Linked DNA regions of Mus musculus: all the other regions are linked to region 2. The links are chromatin contacts, called in public HiChIP or PLAC-seq and promoter capture Hi-C maps. All regions are on one chromosome and are shown on one strand. Each heading gives the region's core, a stretch centred on a gene start, on an enhancer-like site or on the middle of the called end of the contact. The rest is flanking DNA. Distances are from core to core; before and after follow the strand shown.

Region 1 (4,624 bases), core at 1,856-4,355, 230 kb after region 2:
CCCCTGCACCCTCCTCTCTTGGGGAAGCTCTTTCCAGCACATTAGCTTCACTTACCCCACTGCTCTGGGTGGGATGCTTAGCCCAACACCCAGGAAGAGGAGGAGGGGGTCAGGGAATGTCACTGGAAGTCTCCAGTAGGCTCAAACCCAAATCCCTGACTGCCCAGGGTCACCACTCTGTGTTGCTTCCCCCTTTGTAAAGTGGGGGAATTAGCTGTAGTCACTCTGGAATCTGTATTGCAGGGCTTCGATAGAAAACATAGGCAGAGACCGCAGAACAATACAAGTCTGCCTGGCTCTGTCCTGGTTTATGCCTGATCTCCCAGCAAACCTGATTGGGGTCCCCCTATCTCCAATTTTAAATGTTATGATGTGCAGGCCCACAAGACGGCTCATTGGCAAAGGCACTTGCTGCCAAGCCTGGCAACCTGAGTTTGATCCCGGAACAGAATGGTACACAGAGAGAACTGACTGTTACAAGCTGTCCTCTGACCTACAGGAGTGCACTGTGGCACACATGCGCACACGCACACACACACACACACACACACACACACACACACACACACACCAATAAATAAATAATGGGTAAGAGAGATGGCTCAGCCATTAAGATTGTACAATACTCTAGCAGAGAACCTAAGTTCAATTCCCAGCACCAAAAGTGGGCAGATTGCAACTGCCTATAATCTCAGTCCCAGGGAGGCAGGATGTCTCTTGTCCCTTTGGGTACCTACCTTATTTGGACATATCCATATAGAGGTATATAATTTTAAAATAAAACTGAAATAAATAAACATCAATATTTTTCAAGATTAGTTGTAGAACATCAGTAAGAGAAGCCCATATAACATAAATGTCTCGATTTGGAAAGGGGCTATAATAGGCACCCTAAACTAATAGCCTACTGTTGTTTAAATTATTTATTATCTTCACTATACTGGATCTACATGGTGGCTCAAAATAGCTTAGTAATTCTGTACCACGCTTAAACCTAAGAGTGGCCCTGCCCTGAACACCCCACAGTCTGGCCTTTCTCTAGCTCACTGACTCTAAACACAGAGAGAGAGAAGATCATGGGGCCAAAGAGATGTGGTCATCTGGAGCCTGTGTCCCCTCCCTGGGTCTCACTCTGGAGATCCAGGCCCCTACACTTCCTTGCCCAGGTGACTCTTGCTAACTTCTAGGATAGGTGCATCTCTCTTGCAGATCCAAGCTGATCAGACTGGAGTGGCTGCACACTGGTGTGTATGGCCCTAAGGCAGAGGACTGGCCAAGACTGCACAGCTTTCAAATGGGTGGAGGGCTTGGGTGGAGAGGGAACGGGAGACCAAGTTTGTCTATACAAGCTGAGATGTGTGCATGTGTGCACAAAATAATCTGTAAAGGGCAAGAAAGGCAGAAGTGGGAAAAGGTGAGAGTCAGGACCAGGCACCAGGGTCACTCTCTGTGCACTTCATTGCTGCACCATGCATATGCGGGACCCAGGCAGTGTGAGAAGCTCACACTCAGAGCAGTTCTGCATGTTATTATGAAAGCGTGTTTTTTTGAGAGCTGGCTAGGACATATTTTATTCCTCGTTTTGTTAGCTTGATTTATCACCTGCAAATATTTAGACATGTGGTACATGAACTCACATCTGCACTTTTGCCGGGGCTCCACGGATCCCTACCACCTTCTGCTCAGCCTCCATGCCAAACGCTTATCAAGTCTCTCCTGGGTTAACCCAGACAACTGGAGTCAAACGTGGCCATGGTGGGGGTGGGCAGCCAAACTCACATAGAGAAAACAGTTGGTTCTGGAAGGGCAGAGGCCAGGTCATTTTCTCTCCCCCTTGCTTTTAGTGAGATTGAGTAGGGTCTCTGGGCTTTCGTGTCCTGTTTAGACAGAGTTCCTCTAGCTCAGTGGGATGTAGCCTCAGGCAGGGCCAGAGTCTGGGCTCTATCAGTGACCTGGAGAGGGTGTGGCCCAGCCATGGCAAGTAACTATTAACACGGAATTGAGCTTCAGCACCAGCCAGGCATGGGTTTTTAAGCAATATCTCCACTCCATTCATTCACTCCACAAACGTGTCACCCACCCACTCTGTGCCAGACACCAAGCTAAGGGTTGAATCTGCCTGACGTGGGAGAAGTAATAAAAGAATCGAACAGAAACCCAAGCAGACAGCAAAGATTGGTTCCTGTGCTAAAAGGAAGCCTCCACAGCCTTCCAGTTCCTAAGCAGAAGGTCTACACAGAAAGGCAAGGGGTTCGCTCAAAACCTCGCTGCCTGGAGCGCGCCAGAACTCAGGGCGATCCAGAAGCGAGGTTTCGGATTCCCGGAGTCTCAGGCCACTGTCCCAAGCTGCCCGAAGTAGAGAGGCCCCTGTCCAGCTCCGGGAAGGCTGGAGGGAGGTGAGTGCTAGGGAGGGGCCGGACCACAGAACGCGGGGGCCTGAGGGCGGGGAGGGGTCCGGTGGGGACAGCCGGGCGGCACCCCAGCCTGGTGCGCCCTGAGCGCGAGCGACTGGGTGCGCGCGAGTAGCAGCCGCTCTCGCTCCGGTGGCTCCGCCGGGGTCGGCCGGGGATCCCGGCTCCCAGGCGCCGGCGGGGGGCCGCGGGGCGCGGCCAGGGCGGCGCTGCAGTGCCCGCAGCGGCGGGCTGGGGGAGCTGTGCCCGCTCGTCCCTAAGGCCCCGGGCGGGGACCCAGCAGCTGGGTCGCCGCGCCTCTAGCTCGGCCCAACTGGGCGGCGTGCGGCCAAGCGTGCCTGCAGCAGCGGGGCTGAGGCTCCGAGCGCGTCCGGGCGCCGGGCCGGGGAGGCCCCCCAGGAGAAGCCCAGTCCCGCGGGCTCAGGACCGCCCCCGTGGGGGGGGGGTTGTCCCACGCCGCTGGACCCGCCCAGGTAACCCCATCCTCGGCCCGCCCCCGGCCCGCCCCGCCGGCCGCCCGCCCGCCTCCGCCGCCACCGCCGCATCCCGGCTCTGGGGCGGCGCTGACAGTCGGGTCCGCCGGGCAGCGGGCGCAGCAGCGGGCGGCGCGGCCGGCTGCTCGGAGGCTGAGCCCCGCCGCGCGCCCCGGCCCGGCGCCCCAGCCCGTCCGCGCGGCGCCCACCTGCCGCCCCGACGGGAGCCTTGCGGCCGCTGCCCCGGGCTGGGCGCGCACGGCACCATGAGCCCCCGTTCGTGCCTGCGGTCCCTGCGACTCCTCGTCTTCGCCGTGTTCTCGGCCGCCGCGAGCAATTGGCTGTAAGTCGGGCCGGGGACCGGGCGGGCGGGGCGGGTCCCGGGGCCACAGGCGCAGGGGGCTCCCGGCAGGTGTCTCAGCCGTGGGACCCGAGGATCGCGCTCCCGCCGGTTCCTCCTGCCGGCCACCACCACTGTCCGGTCTTCCCTCTGGAGGTCCCGGGACCCCTGCTGCCCCAGTCCGGCTCGGGGTAGCAGGGCTGGCAGTGCGTCTGCACCGGGAGGCTCCTTTGGGTGCTCGAGGGCGCGCGGGGGTGCGAGCGCGGGGCGGTGGCCCGGGAACGGAGCGAGGCGCAAACCGGCGGGCTGACAGGTCTCCGAGGGAAAGCGTCCCGAGCATAATAGCAGGTTAACCGCGAGGAGTCTGGGCGCGAGCTCCTCGCGCTGCGCTGCGCCGCGCCGCGCTGCGGGCTGAGCTGGAGGCGTGCAGAGACCTGTTTCTGCTTGGGGGGCGGGAGCCAAACATAGAAGTCCAGGACCGGGGCGCCGAGCCTCTGAGAGCCCGCAGGCTGGCTCTGGCTGCTCCTCGCTGTTCCCTGAGGCAGGAAGAAACTTCTCCCAACCTTTAATAAAGAAGGCGACAACCCCCATCCACCTCTAAGGGTCTTGCCTAAGAAGGAAGGGGGTGGTAACCACTGGTGACCTGTGTGTCTCTCCCTGACTGGGTCTGCGCTCGGGAGGATCCCTGGGAAGGCGAGCTAAAGAGCTAGTGACTAAGAGAACAAGGAACCAGCTTTTAGACTCCTTCATCCCTCCTCAGTGGCACTTCCTATGGCCCAGGCTTAACCCTGGCCCCAACTTCTCCTGCCCAGAGCTCTGCAGCCTTCCACTGTGGGCAGCCAGTGGGGAGCCAAGCTCCTGTATTGATCTGAAAAGCATGAGGTGGGAAGGGGGGATAGCCAACAGTGTAGCTGGGGTTTCCATGGAGACAGTGGGAAAGGAAAAATTCTCTCTGCATCAAGACCAAAGAACAAATATCTCCCATGAAATTGCCCTGAGTGTCCAATGGCTGTTGCTATGAGGTCATTGTGGCCAGCCAGGGCCCTGGAGACTGGAAAGGAGTGTGTTCGTTGGGGTCAGAGCCACCCAGAGCTTGGGAGACTGAGGTGATGTGGAATTCTCCCAGCTGTTCCGAGAGCTCGCAATTCCTCTGAGGCCCAAAGTGGCTGCATTGTTTTTCCTGGATTCTTAATTTGATTAACACTTCAGGGGCAGTGGCAGAGTGGACAGAAACCAGGGCACAGCCACCGTCCCCTCCCCTCCCGCCCCCCACTTCTTGCAGAATGCTCCCTCCCCCAGTGAGACCTGGGTTGCAGACCTGAGAAAGCACTTTGCACTTGAAGGAGTCTGGGGTCTCTGGAGTTGCCTCTTAAATAGATAGGTTTAGAGGTCTGAGCATC
Region 2 (4,660 bases), core at 778-3,277:
TTTTTTTTTTTAAAGAAGGAGAATTATTTCTGTGCACCTATACATTACCGAAGCCCTTTGAAGAATTTAAATTCCACAAAGAGGCAAAAGTCGTGGTCCTCTTGTGTAATAACACATTTCTAGGAATCATACCTGCACATAGTAGAAGCACCTGAACAACTGATTAAACTCATGCAAGCATAGGTGTAAAAAACAAAAAAAACCAAAATAACTGTTAAATGGGTCATGGATAGCTGGGCGTGGTGGCGCACACTTTTAATCCCAGCACTCGGGAGGCAGTGGCAGGTGGATTTCTGAGTTCGAGGCCAGCCTGGTCTACAAAGTGAGTTCCAGGACAGCCAGGGATACACAGAGAAACCCTGTCTCGAAAGAAAAAAAAAAAAATTGGGTGATGGAGCTTGGCAAGAGGCACACGCCTGTAACCTCAGCACTTGGGAGGAAGACTGGAGGAGCAGGAGCTCTAGACCAACCAACTGGAGATATGTGTGTGTGTATATATATATATACATATATATATATACACACACACACACACACGTACATATACATATATATGTATACACATACGTATATACATGTGTATATACACATATATACATAAATGTGTATATATACACACACAAATACATATATGTATATGTATTTATTTCCAGGCCAGCCTATATATATATACATATACATATATATATATATATACATATATATACATACATATACACACACATATACATATACACACACACACAAATACATATATGTATATGTATTTATTTCCAGGCCAGCCTATATATATATATATATATATATATATATATATATATATATATATGTATATATATAATATGTGTGTATACATATACACACACACAAATACATATACGTATATTTATTTATTTCCAGGCCAGCCTGGGCTACATGAGGTCTGTGTCAAAACAAGCACAAGACAGAATGGGAACCTGTCACCGAAGAACCATGTCTACATTGAGCATAATTTATGCCAAGCACTGAAAATTTGCACTTCCTAACCCTAACCCTACATTGATTGCTTAAACAGCTATAACCCACACCAAGATTTGGATACAATTCCAAGGAAGAGCACTCCCAGAGGGAGAAAACTTACAGTTTGAGGTAATGTGACCTAGGCTATCATACAAGGGGGATTTCCCAGCGACAGCCTCACATTGCCAGCCCTATAAGCTAGCACACCCTAATCACACTTCACGTTTTGTGCAGGGAAAATACACTGCAAAGCTACGTAGAGACATAAAATAGATGGCCAATTGCACACACTGGGCGGGTGATAGCTTTGTAAGGAATGAGAGACCACTAGCTTGACGGCATCATGGAAGCTAGTCACATATCGTGTCAACTGTGCCTCGGGCCAGGATTGGCAAACTTCTGTAAAGCGCCGGAGAGAAATGACTCTGGCTTTATGGACCTTTCCATCAAAGCCGAAAAGCAGCCGGGGCAACTGCGCGCACTCCCCCGCCCCGCGGCAGGCGAGCGGCCGGACAACCCGTTAAAAAGAAAACAAAAAACGACCATAGCTGCGTCTCCGTGCAACTTCACTGCTGGGAGCTGAAGTTTTATTTCCCACGACTTCTATTTCCCCGCAACTGTTTTACAGCGGATAAACAAAAGCTGAGAGCAGAGATGGGAGGGAGCCCTCTGGGCCGGGGCGTCCGCAGCACAGCCCGGGAGCCGGGGAGTGAGGGCCGCAGATGCCAGGCAGTGTCCCGCGTCCTTCCACGGGACGCAACAACCTAGGCTGCGCCCGAAGTGAGGGCTGTTCCCGGGGGCCACGTCCCGAGGACAGCGGACGGCGGCGGCTGTGACCGACGCGAGCCAGGCGGAGCTCGCTCCGCGCATCCCCTGCGTCCCCCAGGGGTCCTGGGGCGCCCCTCACTCAGGGAGTCTCGGGAGCCTCCGCCGCGACAGGGGTCTCCGCGCAGAGTCCCAGCGCCGTTTCTATGGTTACCTGCTCAGCACCGATTCAAACTGCCGTTCTTTATTGACAGCGCCATTGAGGACACGAACACTCCTGCCCGAAGGGAACAATAAAGCTTTCTCCATTCAACAGCGCTGGAGACGCCAAAAGGCAGCCATCTTGGGGCCGGGGAAAACGCCGAGGGCCGTAGCCCGGATGTGCGCACGCCGTAGTCACGTGCTGGGGGACGGTCTCGCGAGAAGGCTGTCCCTGCATCACGTGCACGCTTTCTACCAATGGCAGGCTTCCAAGTTTGGAACCTGGTCTGCTCTTGACCTTTGACCTTCGCCTCACAGTACCTTGGGAGATGTTTCCTTAGCATGTTCCATAGCATGATCCATCCCTTACCTAGCCACTTCTGAGGTTTGCTGCGAAGAGACGACAAAGATTTCTTTCCTTCTTTTGTAACAAACAGTCATGTGCAGGGCGAGAACGAGACTGATTTCTGGACTGGGCTTGGTATGGGTGTACACGGGGTTTCTTTTGCCATTATCCTCTCACGTTTTAACCTATAGCACCACACGCTGGTTATGAACCCCGAGTCCAGTGTCCTGGCAGTCAAATGGATGTGAATCGGATCCAGTTAACATGAGCCCCATTGGCACTGGTCATGAGAGCTGTCCCTGCATCACATGGAGACCCATTTGTCCGAGATCCAGGCTTCTCGTTGCTATGTCTAGCTCCCAATGTGATTACAGCTGTTCCATGGGCAATGACAATATTCAGTCGTCCCCAGCACTGTCGCTGTCAGCTCGACTTGATGCAATACCTTTAAAACAGAAACCGAACCTATGGAGCAGAGCTGTCACTCAAATTTCTGTCATCTAATACTGTGACTGCAGTTTGCAGCTACTGCTGAAGATAAATAATTAGAACACTCTGGGTCATTAGAGCACTCTGGGCAGCTGTTCTAGTTAATTTTTGTTGTGATAAAATATCCTGAACCCCCTCCCCCCCCAAAAAAAAGTCTAATGAGTCAGGCTTAGTGACCCATCTTTTAATCCTGGTGCTTTGGAGGCAGAGGCAGGCAGATCTCTGAATTGTGAGGCTACCTTGATGTGTGTGTGTGTGTGTGTGTGTGTGTGTGTGTGTGTGTGTGTGTGTGTGTAGTTTCAGGACACCCAGAGCTACATAATAAGACCAGGAAGAAGGAGGAGGACCAAGGGGGGAAAGATTTTTTTCAGCTTACAATTGCAGGTTAGTCCACCACCTTGGAGAAGTCAAGGCAAGACAAAGACTTCAAACCACTAATCACACCACATCCATAGAGCAGAGAGAAGTGAATGCATGCATGTTCTTGCTTGTGCCCAGTTGGATTGCAGGCACAGTTCAAGACTCCTTGCCTGGGGAATGGGGCCACCCACAGTGGACTGAGTATTCTGACATTGGTTTACTCAAGATACCCCCACACACACACACACACAGGGACCAAACCAATGTAGACAATCCCCTAGGGAGACGCTTCCCAGGAGATTCTAGGTTGTGTCAAGCTGACAAGGTGCCACACCATGTTCCCTGTCGGTGGTTTGTCAGCACTCGGCCACTACCTTCTTGCCACAGTCAAACCAGTATCTGATAGGGCCCTACCAGGTGCACGGTCACCTGGCCACTGTTACCCACACAGATCACCATCAGCATCAGATTTATCATTTCCGTAGCCTCTAGACTTTCACCTATGGCTGTTGGGAGGACTGATCCCCCACTTATAGCAGGAGCCCCTCCCCCCCAATGTAGAGCTGACAGGTTTAGGAAATACCTATGACAGTGCTCAGCACATAGGTGCTCCACAAGTAAGTACTAAATTATAGTGTTTTTAAAGAACAATGTGGCTACTGGCCACTGTTCTGCATAGAAATGGAGGTGACTTGCATCTCAAGCAAGTTTTAAGCACCTCTGCTAAGCCAGGTTCTGTATTACACAAGGATTAAAAGGAGGGATCACAAGAAAAGAGGCCACTATGCATACATAATTTTCGTGACAGTGGTTGCAGAGAATAGGTTCTTTTTCAGTGCTGGGAATCAAACCTAGATCTTGCAAATGATAGTCACGGGCTCTTCCACTGAGCTACATCTCCCAATCCCAAAAGTAGGATATTTGAAAGCTTCCCCCGCCCCTTAATTTAAAAGGAATATATGGTATCAAGCAAAATATCTCAGCAGGTAAAGTCACTTGCCACTAAGCCTGATAACTTGAGTTTCTTCCCTGAAACCTTGTATACGAAAAGAAGATAACTGATACCCACAGATTGTCCTCTGACCTTCACACACACTGTGGCACATGTCTGCCCCCAGGCAAATAAATAATACACACGTGGTGAAAAGACCACATGGCCAGGGAGATGAGGCAGTGAGTCAAAGCTCTTGTCACACAAGCCTAACCTGAGTTCCATCGCCAGCACCCACGGGGAAGGACAGAACCAACTCCAGGTGAGTTGTCCTCTGACCTCTATATGTGTGCATTCACACACATGTATGCACATCATACACACATAATTAGAACAACAAAAATGCCTTCCCTAGGATTCAAGTGCACACGCATGGAGGGAAGCAGAGAGAAAAATGGAGGGAGAGAAGGGGGGAAGTCAGTGAGCCTTATCTGCAGCTTCCAGGTAACATTTGCTTGACACGTGACACTGAGCATCCCTAAGAACCTGAAGTCCAAAATGTTTCACAA
Region 3 (4,289 bases), core at 1,304-3,803, 170 kb before region 2:
GGTTTATTTCAGCTCACAGCTTCAGATTACAGCCTCCCACAGTGAAGATGTCTCAGTGACAGGTGCCTGAAGTGGTTTGTCACATCCAAAGTCAAGAGCAGAGAGAGAATGAGTTAACGCTTGCCTGCTTGCTAGCTCGCTTGCTTGTGCTCAGCTGATTTCTCCACTCTCCAATAGGTCAGGAACCCCTGCCTAGGGAATGAAGCCGCCCACATTGGGGTGGTTTTCCCAATAAGAATCACCCAAAGTTATGCCCTCAGGTCAATCCAGGGCAGACAGTCCCTCACTGAGACTCCTCCAGGGGATTCTAGGTTGTGCCAAGTTGACAGTGCTGGCTGTCACATGCAGTGCTAGGGATCAAGTTCTGGCTTTTCTTTACATTTGACAAATGCTCTGTCATCTGAGCCACATCCCAGCCCTTCTGCTTGTTTCTTTACAGAAATAGTTTGGCATCCCCTTGTGTCCGGAATACTGGCTCTCCAGGACTTATTTGTTAGTGTATGCTGGGGAAGGAACACAGCCCTTACCAGGCTGGGTGTACGCTCTGCCACTGAGTGCTGCCGCTAGTTTCTACAGTGGTGTTTCTCAGCCTCCTGATCCTGTAACACCCATCATGGGTGGCTCGTTCAAGCAGGTTACTTTCAGAGTTCCTGCTTCAGCTGGTTCAAGGTAGGGACTGAGATTTTAACTTCCTCACAAGTCCTCTGTGAAGGTGAGGCTGATGGGAGTCACATATGGGGAACCTGGCTCCGTGAACCTGGATCTTCAAAGCTGACTGACACCCCATCCTAGAAGGTCACAGCCCATTCTAAGACTGGGAAGTGAAAGGAGGAGGGGGAAGCTGCCAGGTGCCACCTGGCATCCGTCCTGGGCAGACCATCCTTCTCCTGGTGTCTACTCCCCCCTGGTGGCCGTGAGACTAAAGCCGGCCCGGCCAGCCTTGAAGCCTATGGCTCTCTGCAGAAACATTTCCAGAGCCTGGAAGCAACCGGGCACGGTGGTGTGCACCTATAATCTCAGCAGAGACTCTTGTAAGTCTGAGGCCAGCCTTGGATGTAGGGTGAGATACTGTCTAAGAAAACAAAAACAAAACAAAACAAAACAAAACAAAACAAAACAAAACAAAACCCAAAGCAATTAAAAGCACACGCTGCTCTTGCAAAGGACCTAAATTCAATTCCCAGCACACAAGTTCATGGCTCACAACTGTCCACCAATCTGGGATCTGAGGGCCTTTTTCTAGACACATATGTATCCATTCTCACACACAGACACACATGTAGACATTGTTTTAAAAGTAAAATAAGTCTTGGGCTGGAAAGATGGCTCAACAGTTAAGAGCACTGGTTGATCTTCCAGAGGTCTTGGTTTCAGTTCCTAGCATCCATATGGTGGCTCACAACTACTCATGACTCCAGTTATCAGGGATCTGACATCAGTGGGCACCAGGCACACACATGGCATACAAAAGTACATTCAGGCAAAACATGGATACATATGAAACAAAATAGTCTATAAAAATTATATATATATATGCACACACACACACACACACACACACACACACACCTTAGGGCTGGAGAGTTGGCTCAGTAGTTACTGTCAATCTTCCTAATCCTGTGACCCTTTAATAAAGTTTCTCATATAGTGATGACCCCCCCCATCAAAAAAAAGTTATTTTGTTGCTACTTCATAACTGTTTGCTACTATTACGAATCGGAATGTAAACACCGTGTTTTCTGATGGTCTTAGGTGACCCCTGTGAAAGGGTCTTTCAAGTCCCAAAAGGGGTCGCGACCCACAACTTGAGAACCTCTGGGTTAAGTGCTGGCATTGTTCCTGCAAGGGACCCCAGCTCTGTTCCCAGCACCTACCCGCATCAGGTGGCTCATAGGCATTTGAAGCTCCAGTCACTTTAGAACCGTAATCAGGCCACACCTCCTCCCCCCAGCAGGAGCTGCTCCAGCCCTTCCCATTCCTCCCTTCTCTACCCCTCACTAGTTCCGGTCTGAGCTGGCTGACACAGGTACATGCCAGGTGCATATAAACGGTCAAGACCACAGGGTCTTGGCCGGTCAAAACCACAGGACAAGGAGCCCAGCCCAACCGTTACCTATTAAGCTCCTCCTGCTAGCTCCACCCACCAATCCTGTTTCCCAGGTGGGAGGGATTTAAGGTAATCTGGATTTTCATAGGGCTTCATCCCCAGCCCCGCCTGCTGATTGGCAGGCTCTTTTCTCAGCCGCTCCATCTCTGTTTCCTCTCTTCTTCCTTAGGCTCTACAGCAATCGGATGTCCCTGGCCTCTCCAGATACCTCCAAGTATATGCACAGGCCTGCACTTGGACACACACACACACATACACACACACGTAATTAAAAATAAAAGAAAACTCATTTTTAAAAAAAGCCTTGGAAGTCTCTGTCCCGTCAAGAAAGATTTTATCTGGGAAATGAGTTCAACAGAGGAATCAAGGATGTTGTTGCTACACTGTTTAAAAGGAGCTGAAGCGGACGCTAGAGGGCAGTCACTTGTTTGTAGTCACAGATGCTTGGAAGCACAGGCAGAATCTGAATTCATGTCTGTCTGACTCCAAAGCCAGCACATTTCCCTGCTCAACACAGCTCCTTGGAGTTGGTCCTGCCTGCCACAGGAACACACGGAATGACATGGCTCTGAGCCTTCTCTTTTTTAGCTGTGTGACACCAGGCAGGTTGCTTAGCTGATCTGTCTCATGGTTCCCATTCATGACAGGGCCATCCACTGTGAAGACCCCAGAGTGGTGCAGGGATCTGTCTGACTTTCCCAGCCTGACTCCAATGAACCTAGGAGCCCAGCCTGTAATCCCAGCTACTGGGGAGGCTGAAACAGGAGAACTGCCTGGGTGACAGAGTTCAAGGCCAGCCTGGGTTAACTTAATAGGTCTAAAGGATGGCCAGATCATCATGGAGGGCTTCTAGGAGGAGGAGGCTCCAGAGTAGAAACGCTTTAGAGGGAAGATAAAAACTGGCTGCAAGATGCCCAGGCTCTCAGGCTGGGACTCTTTCCAGGAGACACCAGAGAGCTACTGAAGGGTTTTGTGACATTTGTTTTAGTGAATGAAAGAGCATGCACCAGGCTGGAAAGACTCTAAGAGGGGGCAAGCAAGGTGGGCGGTGGGGAGGGGATTTGTCTATATTGTGGGATCACAATGGCCCCACCATGGGGATGGGGAAGGGATCTCTCTATGTTGTAGGATCACAATGGCTCCACCATCAGGCCCATTTCCTTCCTTAAGCGTGAGGACTAAGGAGAGTGAAGACAGCAACACTCAGGTGTGCGGGGGGGGGGGGGGCTGCCTCCTACTGTGTGCTGGTCCAGAGAGAACCACAATGTCGCCTCCCATCCATCTCTCCCATCCATCTCTCCCATCCTTCTCTCCCATCCATCTCTCCCATCCATCTCTGGTTAACTAGAGACTCGTGTGTGTGTGTGTGTGTGTGTGTGTGTGTGTGTGTGTGTGTGTAGCCAGAGGACAACATTTGGTCTCATTTCTCAGGAACCTCCTTTGAGACAAGCTGAAACTAGAGCTTACCAATTTCCTAGATTGACTGGCCAGTGAGCCCCAGACATCCATCCCCCTGTTTCTGCTTTCCTAGGGCTGGGAATATGATTGCACACTGCCATGCTCAGCATTTTTCTGTGGGTGCTAGGGGTTGAACTTAGATCCTCATGCTTGCAAGCTAAGTACTTTACTGACTGAGCCATCTCCCCAGCCTATGAACATTCATTCATTCATTTTTTTTTTTTTGACTAACACCTCTCAGGCCTCCTATGAGCCAAGGGCTGGGACTCAGACTCAGATTAGACCACAGTCTTTTGGCCTTGAAGAGTTTATTGACCCATTCGTTCTGTAACATCTACAGGGCTCTGGTCTGGGTTTCAGGCAGTCAAGGGGGTGATGTCAGGGGTCCAGGGAGGATTGCTGGCAGGGAGGCAGGAAGATGGTGTTGGATAGGTGTAATTTGACCCCGTGATTACGCATCCATGTCAGGGAAAAGCAGAAAGCCAGTGAAGATGCTGTTGGCACCCTCAATGCCCAGGAGGGAGTTCTTGTCTGTGGCCTGCAGGTGAACAACCTCCTCTTGCTCTAGCTTCAAGACTACCCCACCTGTGGTCACCTGGAAGGTGTTCTGGGCATAGTCACAGAAGGTGACTACTTTCTGCATGCTGTCCCGATCGCGGCCACGAACGAGATTCACACACAGGTTGCCCCGGGAGCTGGCATGATAGGTGAAGTAGTAGAGGCC

What was found. Promoter capture Hi-C pulls out the DNA fragments that hold promoters and counts their contacts. HiChIP or PLAC-seq counts read pairs in DNA pulled down with a chosen protein or histone mark.
Region 1: a contact with region 2 is called in a promoter capture Hi-C map of the SN4741 cell line, with 6 times the contacts expected there. The contact joins the promoter of Wnt4 here to the promoter of Zbtb40 in region 2. A contact is called at or near these places in 9 of 39 promoter capture datasets (the C10 cell line, the SN4741 cell line, cranial neural crest and 5 more), 1 of 484 Hi-C or Micro-C datasets (embryonic stem cells) and 6 of 115 datasets of contacts at active chromatin or transcription factors (embryonic forebrain, embryonic stem cells, memory CD8 T cells and 1 more).
Region 3: a contact with region 2 is called in an H3K4me3 HiChIP or PLAC-seq map of bone marrow-derived macrophages, with 2.7 times the contacts expected there. The contact joins the enhancer-like site here to the promoter of Zbtb40 in region 2. A contact is called at or near these places in 6 of 39 promoter capture datasets (the 3T3-L1 cell line, cranial neural crest, embryonic stem cells and 3 more), 2 of 115 datasets of contacts at active chromatin or transcription factors (bone marrow-derived macrophages and embryonic stem cells) and 3 of 9 other capture datasets (adipose tissue, macrophages and pancreatic islet).

The regions. Positions count from the first base shown.
Region 1 is chr4:137,274,530-137,279,153 of GRCm38.p6, forward strand. Wnt4 (wingless-type MMTV integration site family, member 4) reads left to right here and starts at 3,106. Exons shown (of 5, transcript NM_009523.2): 1 at 3,106-3,227. The coding sequence starts at 3,151.
Region 2 is chr4:137,046,668-137,051,327 of GRCm38.p6, forward strand. It overlaps Zbtb40 (zinc finger and BTB domain containing 40), which reads right to left and starts at 2,028. Exons shown (of 19, transcript NM_198248.1): 1 at 1,979-2,028.
Region 3 is chr4:136,876,273-136,880,561 of GRCm38.p6, forward strand. C1qb (complement component 1, q subcomponent, beta polypeptide) reads right to left here. Exons shown (of 3, transcript NM_009777.3): 3 at 3,854-4,289. The coding sequence ends at 4,017. Among named protein-coding and RNA genes, the nearest start is that of C1qb, 7.8 kb to the right of the region's middle. Within about 2 kb of position 2,554, at least 15 of the 459 cell types and tissues checked have an H3K27ac peak or open chromatin away from gene starts, as enhancers often do. A contact at or near this core is called in bone marrow-derived macrophages, where this site is marked.